Linked DNA regions of Mus musculus: region 2 is linked to region 1. The links are chromatin contacts, called in public Hi-C maps. All regions are on one chromosome and are shown on one strand. The core of a region is the stretch at or near the end of the contact, and the rest is flanking DNA. Distances in the headings are between cores, read along the strand shown. Region 1 holds the start of Ep400 (E1A binding protein p400). Region 2 holds the start of Sart3 (squamous cell carcinoma antigen recognized by T cells 3).

Evidence for each region. Hi-C and Micro-C count contacts between places; a contact is called where the count stands out from the background.
Region 2: a contact with region 1 is called in a Hi-C map of CD4 T cells, with 7 times the contacts expected there. The contact joins the promoter of Sart3 here to the promoter of Ep400 in region 1.

Annotation. Positions count from the first base shown.
Region 1 is chr5:110,766,465-110,774,353 of GRCm38.p6, forward strand. Ep400 (E1A binding protein p400) reads right to left here and starts at 4,253. Exons shown (of 52, transcript NM_029337.2): 1 at 4,028-4,253. Gm15559 (predicted gene 15559) reads left to right here and starts at 4,485. Exons shown (of 2, transcript NR_152254.1): 1 at 4,485-4,798. It overlaps Pus1 (pseudouridine synthase 1), which reads right to left. Exons shown (of 6, transcript NM_019700.4): 6 at 7,203-7,515. The coding sequence ends at 7,468.
Region 2 is chr5:113,769,074-113,776,962 of GRCm38.p6, forward strand. Sart3 (squamous cell carcinoma antigen recognized by T cells 3) reads right to left here and starts at 3,327. Exons shown (of 19, transcript NM_016926.2): 1 at 2,248-3,327. The coding sequence starts at 2,562. Iscu (iron-sulfur cluster assembly enzyme) reads left to right here and starts at 3,728. Exons shown (of 5, transcript NM_025526.5): 1 at 3,728-3,871; 2 at 5,190-5,303; 3 at 6,145-6,255; 4 at 7,698-7,776. The coding sequence starts at 3,755.

The DNA of each region.
Region 1 (7,889 bases), core at 3,003-5,502:
TATGAGTTTGCCTTAAGTCTCAAAATACTCTTTGAACTTTTAAACAGTACTGGGATGGCTAAAACCATGGGGATGTGTATAGCTGGAGAATATATCCTGCATCATAAAATGTCCTAAGTCTATGGGACCAAAGACAGAATGTTATAAATATTAAAATGCCTTCCACACCCATGTGTTTAATAAACATCTGGTCTCCAACTGGTAACACTGTTTTAGGAGATTTTGGGATCTTCAGGAGATATTACCTAGCTAGCAGAAGTAGATTGCTGAGTAGACCTTGAAGGTGGTACCTCCACTTCTAACTACATCCCAAGCTCTGTGCTCTCTTAAGTTACTTCTGATTATTTCCTTACAGCACTGTATAATGGCTTATTTCACTTTACAAACGGTCTCTAAACTCCTCATTCTCCTTATAACTGAATCATCCACTGGGGTATATGCATACAGACACCACATCCTTTCCCACTCAGTCCCAGATGACCACCTAAGTTGATTCTGTATCTTGGATATTGTGATCAGTGCTGAAAGAAACAAGGTTGTGCATGTGTCTCTTCTGTATACTGACTACATTTCCCTTGGATATATACCTAAGAATGGGATTGCTCAGTCAAAAAAGTAGCTTCACTTTTTAGTATTTTTGGTTTCTCCCATTCTGGATCCACTTTAGCACTATTAATTTACATTCCAACTATATATCACAGGCTCGCCAACATGTTACTGTCTTTTGTTAACTGTCAGTTTAACTGGGATGAGATAACATCTAACTATGATTTTAATTTACATGCCCCAGTAATCCATTTAACTCAGTTTAAATTCTAACTTTATTTTTATATATTTCCTTCAAGACATGACTTCACTATGTAGCACCTGGCTAGCCTCAAACTCATAGAGATGAACCTGTTTCTGCTTCCCAAGCATGGACCACAGTGTCCTGATAAATTCTAATTTTAGTTCAACCTCTACAAGACACACACACACACACACTCCCTGAAAGCCAGAACATGTGGAATTGGTACTTAGAGAAATGGCCACAGAAAATCATGAAGGGAAAGGCTTACCTGACCAGTGAACTGTTTTATCACAACTCCCACTGGCCCACCACACAGAGCAGGTTTTGGGGTTAGCACTTGCTATGGCCAGTATTGCTTAACTGGTCTCCATCTTATATAAAAGACAACTCAATGAGAGCCAGAACCCAACTGGGGCTCAACCTCCAAAGCAGAACAGTGGCAGCTACACTAAAAGGTCTTCTATCACCCAATCACTGAGGTCTAGCTTCTCTCCTCCTCCCCGACAAAGAACCCTCACATTTCAAAATTCTTCCTTCAACCTGAGACCCACGTTCAAGAACACTTTCCATACCCAAATAATTCATTTGAAAGACACCAAAAACTAACACCCTTTACTAAGGGTGTTAAAACATCAAATGTTTAAGAATAAGGGGTATGGATAACTCAGTGGTTAAGTGCTTGCTTTGCATGTGGAGGAACTTGAATTTGATCCCCAGTTCCACACACATTAACAAAAATTAAACATATCAAAAATGAAGCGTTCAGCCAAGTAGGGCAGCACATACCTGTCTATAATGGAAGTACTCAGAAGGCAGAGGCAAGAGGATCACAGGTTCAAGTTGAGGATAGGTCTACATAGTTCAAGGCCACCTATGGCTCACCAACCAAAAAAATAAATAAATACAAATAAAAAAGATAATGCTTCTACTTGTTTGCTAACAGCCTCAAGAAACTCATGGACAGGGGCTAATAAAAAGATGGCTCAGCAGTTAAGAGCACTGCCTGCTCGTCTAGAAGGCATGGGTTTAATTCCCACCACCAACATGGTGACTTACAATCCTCTGTAACTCCAGTTCCAGGGTATCTGATTCCCTCTTCTGGCCTCTGTGGGCATCAGGCACCCAAGTGGCACAGAGATATACATGTAGGCAAAACACCTATACACACAAAATAAAAAAAAAAAACAGGGTTGAAGAAACAGCCCAGGAGTCAAGAGCATATGTGCTCTTCAAGAGGATCTGAGTTTGAATCCCAACACCCATGCTGGGTAGCTCATAACCACCAGAAGATCAGACACCCTCCTGTCTCGTCAGGCACACAAGGCAGACAGAGACATACACACACAGAATATAAACATATACAAACACATCACACACACACATACACATACACACACACACACACACACATTTTTTTTTTTAATTTTATGGACAGCCAGAACAAAGCCTTCAGAAACAGGGGCGCCTAATCACTGGAGAGGCGATGACCAAAAGGCTAAGTAAAGATGCTACAGAAAATGGAGGAAATGGTGACTGAGAGCACACAAAAAATTCCCTCCCACCCAGGAATACAAGGCAGCTGAGAGCTGAAAGAGTTAACTGGAGGGGAAGATTAACCCAAGGAAAGGTTACTATGTAGTTGTAAATAAGGTGGCCAGAAAACAACAGACAGCCATTCTGAGGAATGCTATGTTATGACCTTGAGTGGGCCACAAAGAGCAACCCAACACAGAAGCCAAAACACCAGTAAATGCCTCACAGGGACAACAGTATCAACAACATTATGAGGCAGTTATTGTACTGTTGGATGATCATGGTACCTACACAACTTAAAACAGTTTCATTAGATAATGCCAAACGTTTTTTTAAAGTTAGAAGAATACAATAAAAGGAAATAATGACACTTTCGATATTAGGCTATCTTGAGATTTTAAACATTTGGTGGGGAGGAAGATGTGGAGTAGACCTTCAATCCTTTAGTACTCAGGTGGCAGAGGCAGGTAGATCTCTTTTGAGTTCGAGGTCAGCCTGTTTCAGGACAGCCAGAACTACTCAGTGAGACCATGTGTTTTTTGTTTTTTTGGGTTTTTTAAAATATATAAATAAATTAAGGGGGTTAGAGGGGGCTGGGCACTGCAGCAGGAACCAGCACTCCCAGATACGCAAGAGACTGAGGTAGGAAGATAACCTGAGGCCAGGATCTGAGGCCAGCCTGGGACACAAAGATTCCTCTCAATGGCAAGTAAATAAAAACAGCCAGGCATGATGTCTCACACCTGCAAACCCAGTATCAAGGTGGAGGCATCTGGATTGCTAAGAATTACAGACCAGCTTGGACTACTTAATGAGTCTAGTCCAGGCTGATTCGGACTTCCATGAGACTTTTTGTCTCAGAAAACCTAAATACGTAAAAAGAAGATTTAAAGTTAACATGTGGTTTGCCTTGTGGCCATCCAAATTGTATAATTCATATTCATTCATTCATTTTCTCTCTCTCTCTCTCTCACACACACACACACACACACACACACACACACACACCCAGGTACAAGAATCGCGGATCTTCGTGAGCTCAAGGCCAGCCTGGTCTAAATGGCGAGTTAAAAGGCCAGCCAAGGCTCCAGGGTAAGACCCTGACTTAAAATGGAAAAGCGAAACAAAACCAAAACCGAAACAAAACAAGGACCGTTTTTGCCACACGTATAATCGAGAGCACAAGTGACAAGTGCCAGGGATGAGCGCAACCCCCAATTCCAAGTCGCGGTGCTCCAGGATACTGGACCTAGGGACAGACCTGCGGAGACAGCGGCTCGGCGGCTGATGGTACACCTCCGAGCCCCGGCCCGGGGAGCTCTGCCAGATCCCCGGCGTCCTTCCCGCTCTGTCTCCGCTCAAGGCTCTACGTCGCGAAAGGAAGCCCCGCGCGCCGCGGACCAACGGTGCCGCGGGCGTTAAGAGCCCCGCCTTCCCGAGCGCTCGGAAACGGCCGCGCGCCTGCCCAGAAAGAACGGCGCACTCGAGAGCGCTGACCAGAGAAGGGCCTTGCTGAGGCCGGACCACGCGCCGAGCCACCGACCGGTCCCCTCTCAGCGCCGCCCGGCCCCTCGGCCCCGCCCGCCCACGACAAAGCGCCGCCGCGGCCTGGGCCCGCCGCGACGCCAGCAGCAGCAGCACCGCTAAACACAACCGCTCGGCACGCCGCCGTTGCCGCCTACCACCCACCGTCCCGCCTCTCACCCGCTGACGCTATCCCGTTCGCTTGCACCGCGAGCAAAAGCCGCGCTCCGCCGCGTCAGGACAGCCGGGAGGCTCGAGCGCGCCGCAGCCGCTCGGCACATCCGGGTCCACGGGCACAGGAAGTAGCAGCGCCGGTGCTACGGCGCGCGGCGAGGGACTAACGGTACCTATCCTGTAGGGCCGCTCGCAGCCGCGCGGGGTCGCCTGAAGCTGAGGCGCTGCTGACGGCGGAGGCAGGACCGAAGCGGCTTCTTAAGCAGGCGGTTAGGGGCGGAGCTGTATGCAGGAGGTGCGTTGGGCGGAGTTTGGAGAGCGGAGAGCCACCTCAGGGCCGCCTCCGAAAGGCCTCATCCGTACGAGGCGGGACCGCTTCGGACAGGACGAGGGGAGTCGGCGCACGCGCAGGGAAGGGCTGGGGGGGCTGAGGCGGTGCACGCGGGCTGGGGCGTGGCCTCATGGGTACAAGGCGGAGCCTCAGGCCTCGGGGAAGTTCCGGTAGACTCGGGAAGGGGCGTGGCCTCGTCAGTTGGGGGCGGACCCCGAGTTTCACTCAGTTACGCCACCTGGCGACTCGCTCCAGCGGGGGAGGCTGTTTAGGAAAGCTCGAGCGGACCTGATCGCATCCTCTGGGTGTGCTCCGCCTCCGTGGGAAATAGGGGACTAGCCCTATGAACAAAAAGGCGCCTGAGGCGCAGTGAGCAGAAGTCTGAAAATACATCCAGCATCATTAGACATCACAGAAATGCAAAAGAAACCACGACCCAAGAGGAGGTAAGATTGTAGTACGAGTTTGAAAAAGATTTTATATATATATTTTTTGTTGTTGTTGTTTTGTTTTGTTGTTTTGTTTTGTTTTGAGACAGGGTTTCTCGGTGCAGCCCTAGCTGTCCTGGAACTCACTCTGCAGACCAGGCTGGCCTCAAACTCAGAAATCCACCTGCCTCTGCCTCCCAAATGCTGGGATTAAATAAAGGCATGCACCACCACTGCCCAACAAAAGATTATAATTTTAAAAACACTATAAAAAAAAGGAAGAAATTAACTGAGCTTCGTGGCACAAGCTTGTAATTCAGTGGATCTCAGCCTATGGGTCACATATAAGATATCCGGCATGTCAGATATTTATTTCCATTACAACTTATAGCAGTAGCAAAATTACAGTTATGAAGTACCAATGAAATATGGTTGGGGGTCACCACAACATAAGGAGCTGTATTAAAGAGTCACAGCATCAGAATGTTTGAGAACCACTGCTATAATCCCAGAACTTGAGGCTGAAGCAGCAAGATCTGGGGTTCATGCTGGCTTCATCCATTCATCATGTTTGAGGCTGTCCTGGAATACATGAGACCCCATCTCAAAATAAAAAACAGGAGGGAAATGTGTTAGGAAGGAGCCAGTGGAAGTTGTAGGGAATAAGGGGAAATGAAGAGAAGGTGGATATGACCAAAACATACATGCATGAAACTCTAAAATAAAGGATCTTTTTAAAAGCTCAAGATAGGGGTTGGTGAAATGGATCAGCAGTTAAGAGCACGGACTGCTCCTCCAGAGGTCCTGAGTTTAATTCCCAGCAACCACAGGGTGGCTCACAACCATCTGTAATGTGACCCAATGCTCTTCTGGTGTGTCTGAAGATAGCTACAGTGTACTCATATACATGAAATAAACAAATCTTTAAAAAAAAAAAAAAAAGTCCAGGATAACTGGAAAGTTGGCTTAGCCATGAGAGGACCTGAATTCAGTTCTCGGAACCCACATCAGGTGGTTCACAACCATTTGTAATTAGCTCCAGATCTGACAACCTCTTCTGGCTTCCACAGGCATTCACATATACACATGACACACACACATACACATGACATACACACAAACACACACACACATTATAATTTTTAGAAACTTACAAGGGTTTCTGAGCACTGCTGCTTTTGCAAAAAAAAAAAATGAGGTTCCTAGCACCCACATTAGGGAGCTTACATGTACACACACTCACACACATACTTTTTTAAAAAAGATTTTATTTGTTTAATTAGGAGTGTGCACGTGTGTCTAAGTGTGGGATATGCATACATGAACGAGTGTCCTCAGAGGCCAGAAAAGAGGGCTGAGTCCTCTAGAGCTAGAATTATAGGTGGGTATAACCTGCACAGCACGGGTGTTGAGAACTGAACTTGGGCCCTCTGTAAGACCAGCAGGCACTTGTAACTGCTAAGCCATCCCACTAACCGCCAAAATAAATTGTCTATAAGTGTTTTGCCTGCCTGAATGCAGCCTGTTGGATCATCTGGAACTGGAGTTACAGATTGTATGGAGCCACTATATTGCTGCTGGAAAGCAAACCCAACTTCTCTGCAAAAAAAAAAAAAAAAAAGGAATACCCATTTTGAGGACATGACCCCTCCCTGCCTCACGGAGCTGTTACTCCTCTAAAACTGCTTGCTCGCCATTCCGAACAAACCAAAAATGCAGGTCATGGGATGAAGCCATCTGTGTAGGTCTAAGGGCCCCATAACACTGACTATGCTAGAGATCTGAGAATGCCTTCACCCATAAAAGGCGAGAGAGGTCTGGGAGGAGTACACTGTGGACTGAAAGGGCATTCCAAACCTAGTGCTGAGTAAGTGGCCGTGGCTGTCCAGGGATGAGGGATACATGGTTAGCACATAAGAAAGGAGACCCAGTGCCGGGCGTGGTGGCGCACGCCTTTAATCCCAGCACTCGGGAGGCAGAGGCAGGCGGATTTCTAAGTTCGAGGCCAGCCTGGCCTACAAAGTAAGTTCCAGGACAGCCAGGGCCATACAGAGAAACCCTGTCTCGAAAAACCAAAAAAAAAAAAAAAAAAAAAAAAGGAGACCCAGAAGGAGGTGAAGAATACTAGGGCATAAAGGTGGGGGCTGCTGACGCACGGTCCCCCTTGAGGTCTCCCAAGAATAGGCAGCATGAAATCACCAGTGTAGCCACTTCAGAGAAAACCGGGATGGTCTCAAAGGACAGGTCCGGATGGAAGGAAGAGAGTATCAGCAGCAGCCGGGAGCAGACTGCTAGTGGCTACATCTACTGCCTGCCCAGCCAACCACACCCCGTGCTGACCTTCTGTGCCTACCCCTCAGCTATCCCGAACACAGCAGTGTTGCACTCATCTCACAGCCAGAAAAGGAAAATAGGCAAAGAATAATTCACTAAGCAAAACATATTTAATAGGAAAAAAAAAATCACTTTTTTTAAAAAGTGCCCTTTCATGCTAAGGTGTATACACACGATGCATGGGCTAAAGTCGGCAGCTGATTCCTGGGATGAGAATTTAATATCCTGAGGTTATGAAGCCAGGCTACATCCACAAGCCAGCCCCCGAATTCTTGGCTCCCCCCCGTCCTGAGTGACAGGCAGGTGCAGAGATTCCAGCCTCAGCACACACAGCAGTGGCAGGATCTACAGTTTCAGTCAGTGTCTCCATCCCCTTCACTGCCCTCCAGGGAACTGGGGACCTGTAGGAAAGGGCAAACAGGAAAAGGACCATGAGACCTAACCTGGAAGCACTCCCATGTGTGGGCCTTGGGAAAAATGAAGGAATCCTGGGTACAGTGCCAAGTGCTTGTTGCTGAGCAAAAGCACTGGTGGGGCACACTCCTTTAATCCCAGCACTTGGGAGGCAGGGGCAGGAGGATTTCTGAGTTCGAGGCCAGCCTGGTCTACAAAGTGAGTTCCAGGACAGCCAGGGCTACACAGAGAAAACCTATCTTGGGAAAAAAAAAAAAAGTACTCTACTAGAGGAATAGGAACAGACTGAAGCTGACCAAGCAGGCCCAAGCAGCCTATGCCTTTAGAGGTAACCAGATACACTGCTCAGCAGCTGGAAGCC
Region 2 (7,889 bases), core at 2,077-4,576, 3.0 Mb after region 1:
CTGCATCCCAGAGTTTCTGCTGAGTCAACGCATGGCAGCTAAAGCCTGTAACTGTACATGTGAGAGGCTAGGGCTGGGGCTGGGGCAGACGTCTGAGCCCCTAGGCTAGAGTGAATTCCAGGTCATCCCGAGCTACCAAGTCAGTCCTCTTGGAACTGAAGAGATGGCTCTGCTCCTGCAAACAAGCCCACCAACGTAACCTGGACCCCTGAGACCGCAGTGAGGAAGGAGAGAAGCGACTTCTACAAACTGTCCTCTGCCATGGCACAGGTGCACCTGCCATGGACACCAAATAAGATTCAAAGCATTTATCACTAAAAAGTAGGAGAGATAACCACCTGCTCCAAAAGACCTCTAATAATTAATTAGACATGGTGGCAAGTGGGGCAAGCTAGGTTATCGTTTTGTAACTAGAAAGTTCTCAGCACCACAAATCCAGACAAGGCTAGCTGACTGGACTGTGTTCCTCACACTGCTGAGGAACTGCACCTCCGGGGGAATATCTAGACCACAGGTGACTGGAAGAGATCGAGTCCCACTTATGGGAGTTCGGATCAGCCATCCTACCATTTCTGAGCCTTGTTTCCCCACGAGAACAGGTTTCATCTCTCTGGGGCCCCACTCCTCCACATCTTTACCTTGTGCTATGAACAACTGGGCGCACCAGATCTTGGTCTTCCTGGCGCAATGGTTTACAGCTGGGTTTGCCCAACAGGAGGTACTGGCAGAAGCATGGGGGGGGGGGAACATATCAGGTCTCCAGTCCCGCTGTGACTAGCACCCCTGGTTCTGCTCCCACACTTTATAGACAGTGACTGACTATTCATGCACCTTTGCTCAAACCATTCTAATCTGAATTCATCACCTACCCCTGCTAGCATACTGGATTATAAAGGAGTTATCACCAATAACAGATCAGGGACCGCTTTACTACCTGGGACCAGGCACTGGGGCCATAGTTACCATGGCAACTTCATTAGGCAGGAGTCATGGGCTATAATGATTATTTCACAGAAATTATTGCTCCTAATCTACAGTGGAAGCTGTTTAAAAAAAAAATCACTGAGGACACATGAGTATTAGTTGTTACCGAATTCCAAAAGGATGCAGCCTTGGCGATTAGGAACATTGGCTGCTCTTCTAAAGAAACCAGTTTTTAATTCCCAGCAACCACAGAACCCCTGACAACAGTCCCTAATTGCAATTGCAGTTCGAGGAGACCTGATGCTCTCTTCTGGTCTCTGCTCACACACCCATTCGGGGAAAACACTCATACACGTAAATTAAAAGGGAGTTGGGGGCGCTGGATATGGCAGCTCTGGCCTGGTAGGGGCGACAGAGGCAGGCATATCTCTGTGAGCTCCAGGCCAGCCTGGTATACATAATGAGTTCCAAGGCAGTCAAAGCTACATACTGAGATCCTGCCTGAAACCCCGCCCCCACAAAAAAGAAAGAAAGAGGGAGAGAGAGACAGAGAGACAGAGAGAGAGAGAGTGAGTGAGTTGGGCCCTGGCCTTCAGACCAAAAGCCTCAACCTCTGCACTTCTATTACAGTCGCGTTCGTTTTTTTCGTTCTACACCACTTTTGACCACTATTACTATCCTTAAAGGAAAATAAGTTCCCCTCCGACTGTCAGACAGTTAAACCACTTGGTTAAGAGTGACAGTCCGGCCGGGCGTGGTGGCGCACGCCTTTAATCCCAGCACTTGGGCGGCAGAGGCAGGCGGATTTCTGAGTTCGAGGCCAGCCTGGTCTACAAAGTGAGTTCCAGGGCTACACAGAGAAACCCTGTCTCGGAAAAAAAAAAAAAAAAGAGTGACAGTCCGGGGCTGGAGAGATGGCTCCGCCGCCACACCTGATGACCAAGAGTTCAATCCCCGGAACACACATGGTTAAAAGACAACCGTGTCCACGCAGGCATACAAGCACAAGTTTAAAATAAGAAGAAAAAAAAGAGAGAGTAAAAGCTTAAAAAGATAAACACTCTCAGGTGCGGTGGCACCTTGTGCAGGAGCCCCCTCAACGAGCCTCAGTTTCCCGGGGAAACCGGATTAAACACTATTCAATGGAATACTTTAGGGACGCCCTGGGCGCGCACTGAGCCGGGGACGCGGGGACTCACGGTGGCTCACGGCGTCCCGGCGACCTCAGCGGTCTCCATAACCACGGAGGACCGAGGGGGCGGGCCGGGCCTGGGGACCCGAAGGGAGGAAGGGAGCCCGCCGCCGCCACCCAGGCCGGCCAACCTGCTCCTCCAGCCGCTCGATCTCCAGCTGGTTCTTCTCCTCCTCCTCGTCGTACTCCCACTCGTCCTCCCCGGCGGAGCTCTCGGCGGAGGAAGCCATGGCGTCCTCCTCATCCCCATCGCTCCCGCTCGCGCCTTCCCGCTGCAGGTCCCATCCGGGGCCCTTGGCCTCCGCCGCCTCCGCGGCCACAGCGCCGGACAGCACCTTCCGCTGCACACCGGCCGGCTTCGCCTCATCCTCTTCTCCCTCGGCCTCAGGCCCGGCCTGGGGCTCAACCTCCGGCTCGGACGCCGAAGATGCGGCCGTCGTCGCCATCTTGCGCAGCCCGCGACTCTCGGGTCTTCCCTCGCCCGCCGAAGCCCGGCGAGCATCGGGCTGTCCGCGGCGTCTGCCTGATCAAAACTCCGCTCGGCCACCAGCGGGAGCGTCGCGGACGGCCTCAGGGAGCAGGAAGCTGTGGAGAATCCACCGCTGATGCTATCCTTTAGCGCCTCCAGACGCCACCGTCAGAAGAAAAGGCTCACGAGCATAACCTGCGTCCGGCTACAACCGTGGACAGCTGTCGGGTCTTTGGGCCGGAAGTGGCAGCCACAGCTGAAGTGGTGCGTGCGTGATGTCCGTAGTTAAGGTCGAGGCGCCATCTTAGGAAGGTCAAAGTCGTCGCTTTGGACTAAAGACCTTCTGTAAGGCTCGGCCGGCTCCGGTGCGTGGTTGTTTCCCGGCAACCGACCCTCAAGTGCGGACAAGATTGCAGTTCCTCCGCGATCGGATGCACCATCTCATGGGAAAAGTCTCATCTCTCGAATAAAGCTCCCTCCCCTTTGTAACACCTAGTACCTCGTAGTTGTGTTAAACGAGTCGCTTTTGTGGATTTTTATAGTCAATGATAATACATTACAATAAGTATTGATTCGGAATGATGTGCATGGCGGTAAAACAAACGTAGGTGTCGAGGGATGGGGTTCGTTTCTCTTATACCCCTCGTTCTCGAGGTCGGAAAAGCGTTGCTGTTTCCCTCTGCACTGCCTTTCCCCTTCATCAACAAGGTTAACGAGCCAGAAATCGCGTCCGTTTTGCTCCCAGGATTTTTTTTTTTTTTTTTTTTTTAGTGACACCTAGAGTACACTTAATATGCATTTGCTCCATGGGTGAAACGGCTACCTCGGAATTAGTAAAAAAAAAAAAAAAAAAAAAAAAGGAAGAAAGAGAGAGAGAAAGAAAGAAAAGGAACTCCACAGCCTGAACAAAAGTCTACCAGGGACGTATGCATGATCGAATCATAAACACGCCTGAAACCGAGCATCCCCACGCCCATCGCAGCACCAGACAACCTTGCACGCCGCTTCGGACCTTCCCGCTCTGCGCCTGGCCACGCCCCTTCCGAGGGCGCGGTCAGAGGGGGCGTAGCCGGGCCGAGACGCCAGCGCAAGCGCCGAGCTGCGGTGACGTCGAACGGGCGCGCCATCCCTCCGGCGTCGCCGAGGTCGACGCAGCTCAAGCCGGCAGGATGGCGGCGGCCACGGGAGCTGGCCGTCTGAGGCGGGCGGCGTCGGCGCTGCTGCTGCGGAGCCCGCGCCTGCCCGCCCGGGAGCTGTCGGCTCCGGCCAGGCTCTACCACAAGAAGGTATGGGCGGGCGAGGGGGTGCGCGAACCATCGAGGGGACCTGCCGCCGTTGCGCAGATCACCAGCACCGAGGAGCCCCGCGGCCGCCTCTGCCCCGCCGCGGCCGTCACTCCGAGTGTCCCAAGGCTGACAGCCCAGAAGGGAGGGTCCGGGTATGTCGTGCCGGGGGTCAAGGGGCAGCACGCACACACACACACACACACACACACACACACACGCATGCTTGAGCACACTCGACAGCACCAGCGTCCTCCCCAGCTAAGCCATTGCCCTGGCCAGATGGCCTTGATCAAGTCACTGGTCCCCTCCCATCCTTTCTCTCAGACCTGACAGGAGTCTTCTGAAGTCCCCGTACGTGGAGCGCTCGGTCCAACCAAGGGAAACCACTGATGGCGATTTATTTACTCTTTTAGGAGCCGATGGCCTCGAGCTCAGCCAAGCACCTAGCCCAACATTAAAACTTCGGTTCTCAGTTGTGTGTTTATTGGTAGGGAGCAGAAAGTATAGAAGAAGAGTAGTTTGCGGGCCCCCACGCTTTTAGGGACGTTAAAATCCTCTTGACAGGAGACTCACTCCGAAAAACAAGGCTACCGCAGATGTACAAGACACTCCCTCCCCCCCCCCCCAAAGTCCTTGATTAGATGATGCGTTATGGGGGCTCAGGGCTTAGACTCAATCTGCAGATGAGGGTGCCTCCTGGTAACTAGCGGGAGAAAGCTCGGTTATTAAATCTTAGTGTGTCCCTGACTTTAACAGCTGCTTGTTCTGTTCTGGCTTGGGTGCTCTTGCCCAAGGCCTTCTACCCCAAAGGGAAGGTTGTTTTGTTGACATTATAGCTGCAGGACCTTGACGGGCTGGCAGCCTTAAGGCACCAGGGGGCGCTCCTGCCACAGGGTAGCGCTGTGTTTATGTTTACAGCCACCAATGACTCGTTCGTTCCCCAACCTCCAGCTCATCTCTGACCTTGAAACTTCTGGGGAACTCTTCCATTTGGGGCTGTTTTTATTCTCGGGATTTTTTGTAAGTGCATACTTCTCTTTGTGTATTGTGTTTGGTAAAAAAGAGAAGTTGTGCTTTGAGCCCAGATCTGGTACAGTGTGTGAGTCAGGGGATTACTTCTGGTTGACAGCCCCCTGAAAGGAAGATGTGTCTGAGTTTTCACCGGTTTCTTGGACAGTATCTTCGATACAAAGGTCGTTGGGGAGGAGATAGAAAGAGTTTGGGTCACACATGGGTCTCCCACCTCTGTCCCATACAGATTGCTGATCTGAGAGAGAGAGTAAAGACCGTAGCGATTTCTGTTGATCTGCCATTTCAGGTTGTGGATCATTATGAAAACCCTCGGAACGTGGGATCCCTTGACAAGACATCTAAAAATGTTGGAACCGGATTGGTGGGGGCTCCGGCATGTGGTGACGTCATGAAACTGCAGGTACTGACTGGGTGAAAGGATTACTACCTGCACCCCAACAAGACCTCACAAAGCATTTTTGTCCTGTCTGTGTATTCCTGTGAGGAGGGATCAGTGGCTGACATGGATGATGAGGGTAGAGACTCGGGTCTCGTTCTGAAACAGATGACCTTATCTTCCACCTCACTGATCAGTGTAGATCCTGCTCTCACCGAGCAATCGAAAGACTCTGTGACTGTTCTGACCAAGTGAAGGCCACCAGGAGCTAGCGCTTTCAGTGAGAAAAGGAATATTGTGTTAACCAAACCTCTCCAGGAAAAGGAAGCGGGGCAGAGGGAGGTGGCAGGCTGTGCTTCAGTCAGCCATAGCTTTAGCTCAGCCTCCTTCATGGCAAGCAGGAAAGAGCCGCTAATTATAGTTGGTGCCCCAGAGAAAGGTACTGATGGAGCCATGGTTGCAGGTAATCTCTCTCTGTCTCTTTCTGTCTCTCTGTCTCTGTCTCTCTGTCTCTCTCTCTCTCTCTCTCTCTCTCTCTCTCTGCGCCTGAGGTGCTAACAGGGGCAGCAGCTGTAAACAGATCTCTGCAAAACAGGAGTTCACATACAGCGGGCTAGGGCTGAAAACAACCAAGTGGGGTGAGGGGCACCATTTCCCTACCTTTGTGCCAGCTGGACCTGTGTGGACCCCAAGTTTCACTCTCTGTCACCAAGCTCTGTGAAACAAATCACGGTGACCAATGTCACAGCATCTGGAGTGGACACTAGCCAGGGCTCATGTGGAACACACACTGTGGACCTCCAGAAGGTCCCAGCTCTCAAGGACAGGTCCAGCTGTGGCCGCTTAGCTTCTGTTTCCTTTCTAGATCCAGGTGGATGAAAAGGGGAAGATTGTGGACGCCAGATTCAAAACATTTGGCTGCGGCTCCGCCATTGCCTCCAGCTCCTTAGCCACAGAGTGGGTAAAGGGGAAAACGGTAAGACCACTCACAAGTGTCATAAAGCTATTTAATCCCGGAGCAGTAAAGCCCAACAGAGGCAGAAGGAGCTCTGTGAGTTCTAGGCCAGCACGGGATACGTAAGGAGACCTGTCTCAACAAAAAACATGGAATTAAATCAGAACTCCCTGTGACCCTGGCTCTGGGAGAGTCTACTCATGAGTCGCAGCAAAGCAAGAAGCAGGAAGATAAAGATGGTGACTTCAAAGCCTGCCTGGGACACCCAGCAGGAACTCAAAAAAAAAAAAAAAAAAAGAAAAGAAAAGAAAAGAAAAGAAAAAAGCCAGTTTTTTAAGCCCTGGTTACATTCCTCACGCTGGGAGTTCAAGGCCATCTTGTTGCTTAAGGCAACGTGTCAGTCGCTGCTGTCACTGGTTGTCAGTTCCGTAGATGAGGATCAGCACCAGGCCGCCCAGCCACAGAACTGAAAGGCAGTCTTGGGCTCTCCCTGATGTCCCTGAGGTCACCAAGGTCCCCTGAGAGCTGCTGTGCGGCATTCACAGTTTTGTCCCATCTCCTGCTTCAAGTAGGAGTCCAGACGGGCATGCACAGGAAGGCAGAGACAGCCGCGTCCGAGGGAGGCTTAGAAATCAAAATCTTTAAGAGCTGAAACTGCTGAGATCCAGCAGCTATGAAACCACCCACGCTAACATGGCATGGTGGCACAGGGCACACAAGCCTGTAATCCCAGCTCAGACAAGGAAGGGACAGGAGGCTTGGGGTGTGATGGTCTCCCTCAGCTACTTAGCAATTGAAAGACCACCCCAGACTGCATGAGACCCTGTCTTAGAACAGTGTGGACCTTCACGGGGCCCAGTCCTGGATGCTCACAACGCCAGCCAGCTCTAACAGAGCCACCTGCTCCACAGGATCCAGGCGTTCTGGCCGTTGAGCTCCTGGGGGCCAGGGAGACCCACACCTGCTTGCTCTGGGGGAAAATGGCTCGAAGGAAGTTGGTTAAGAACTAGCCTTGGAGAAAGGGGAAGTGAGACTGGGCACATGCTCCTGGTATTTCAGGGCTCTGAACTACGGTCAGACAGTAGGAAGACCCTTTCTCTGACCTTGAGGCCTCTTGTCTGAGGGAGACCGGCTTTCCTTAATGCATAAGCATGCCTCTGCCTCTTCATCCATCAGAGGTCTCAGACCCCCAGGCATCCTCAGGCAGATGCTGCCCAGCAGCCTAGGCGATGCCTGCCTTCAGTGGGCAGTGAGCATTCTTGTTCCTGCTTACACAGCCAGGAAGCCCGGGTTGTGTCCCCGACTAGAGATCCCTTGGTACACAGTGGCAGCCCTGCCCAGGAATTGTGTTGAATTAATTATGTAGCAGGAGTTCCCTCAGACAGCCTATCCTGAGGTGTGTTCTGCCCACGCTCAGCAAGGTCAAGTTCACTGAAACTGTACTTTACCCCGCCACACTTCAGGTGGAGGAAGCCCTGACCATCAAAAACACCGACATCGCCAAGGAGCTCTGCCTGCCGCCTGTGAAACTGCACTGCTCCAGTGAGTCTGCCCCACCTGCCAGGCAGCTTGGATCTGTTCAGAGTCTGCTGTTCCCACCCCACGGTGGCCGGGCAGCTGAGACAGGCAGCTCTTCCCCCACCCTGCGCTTCCCC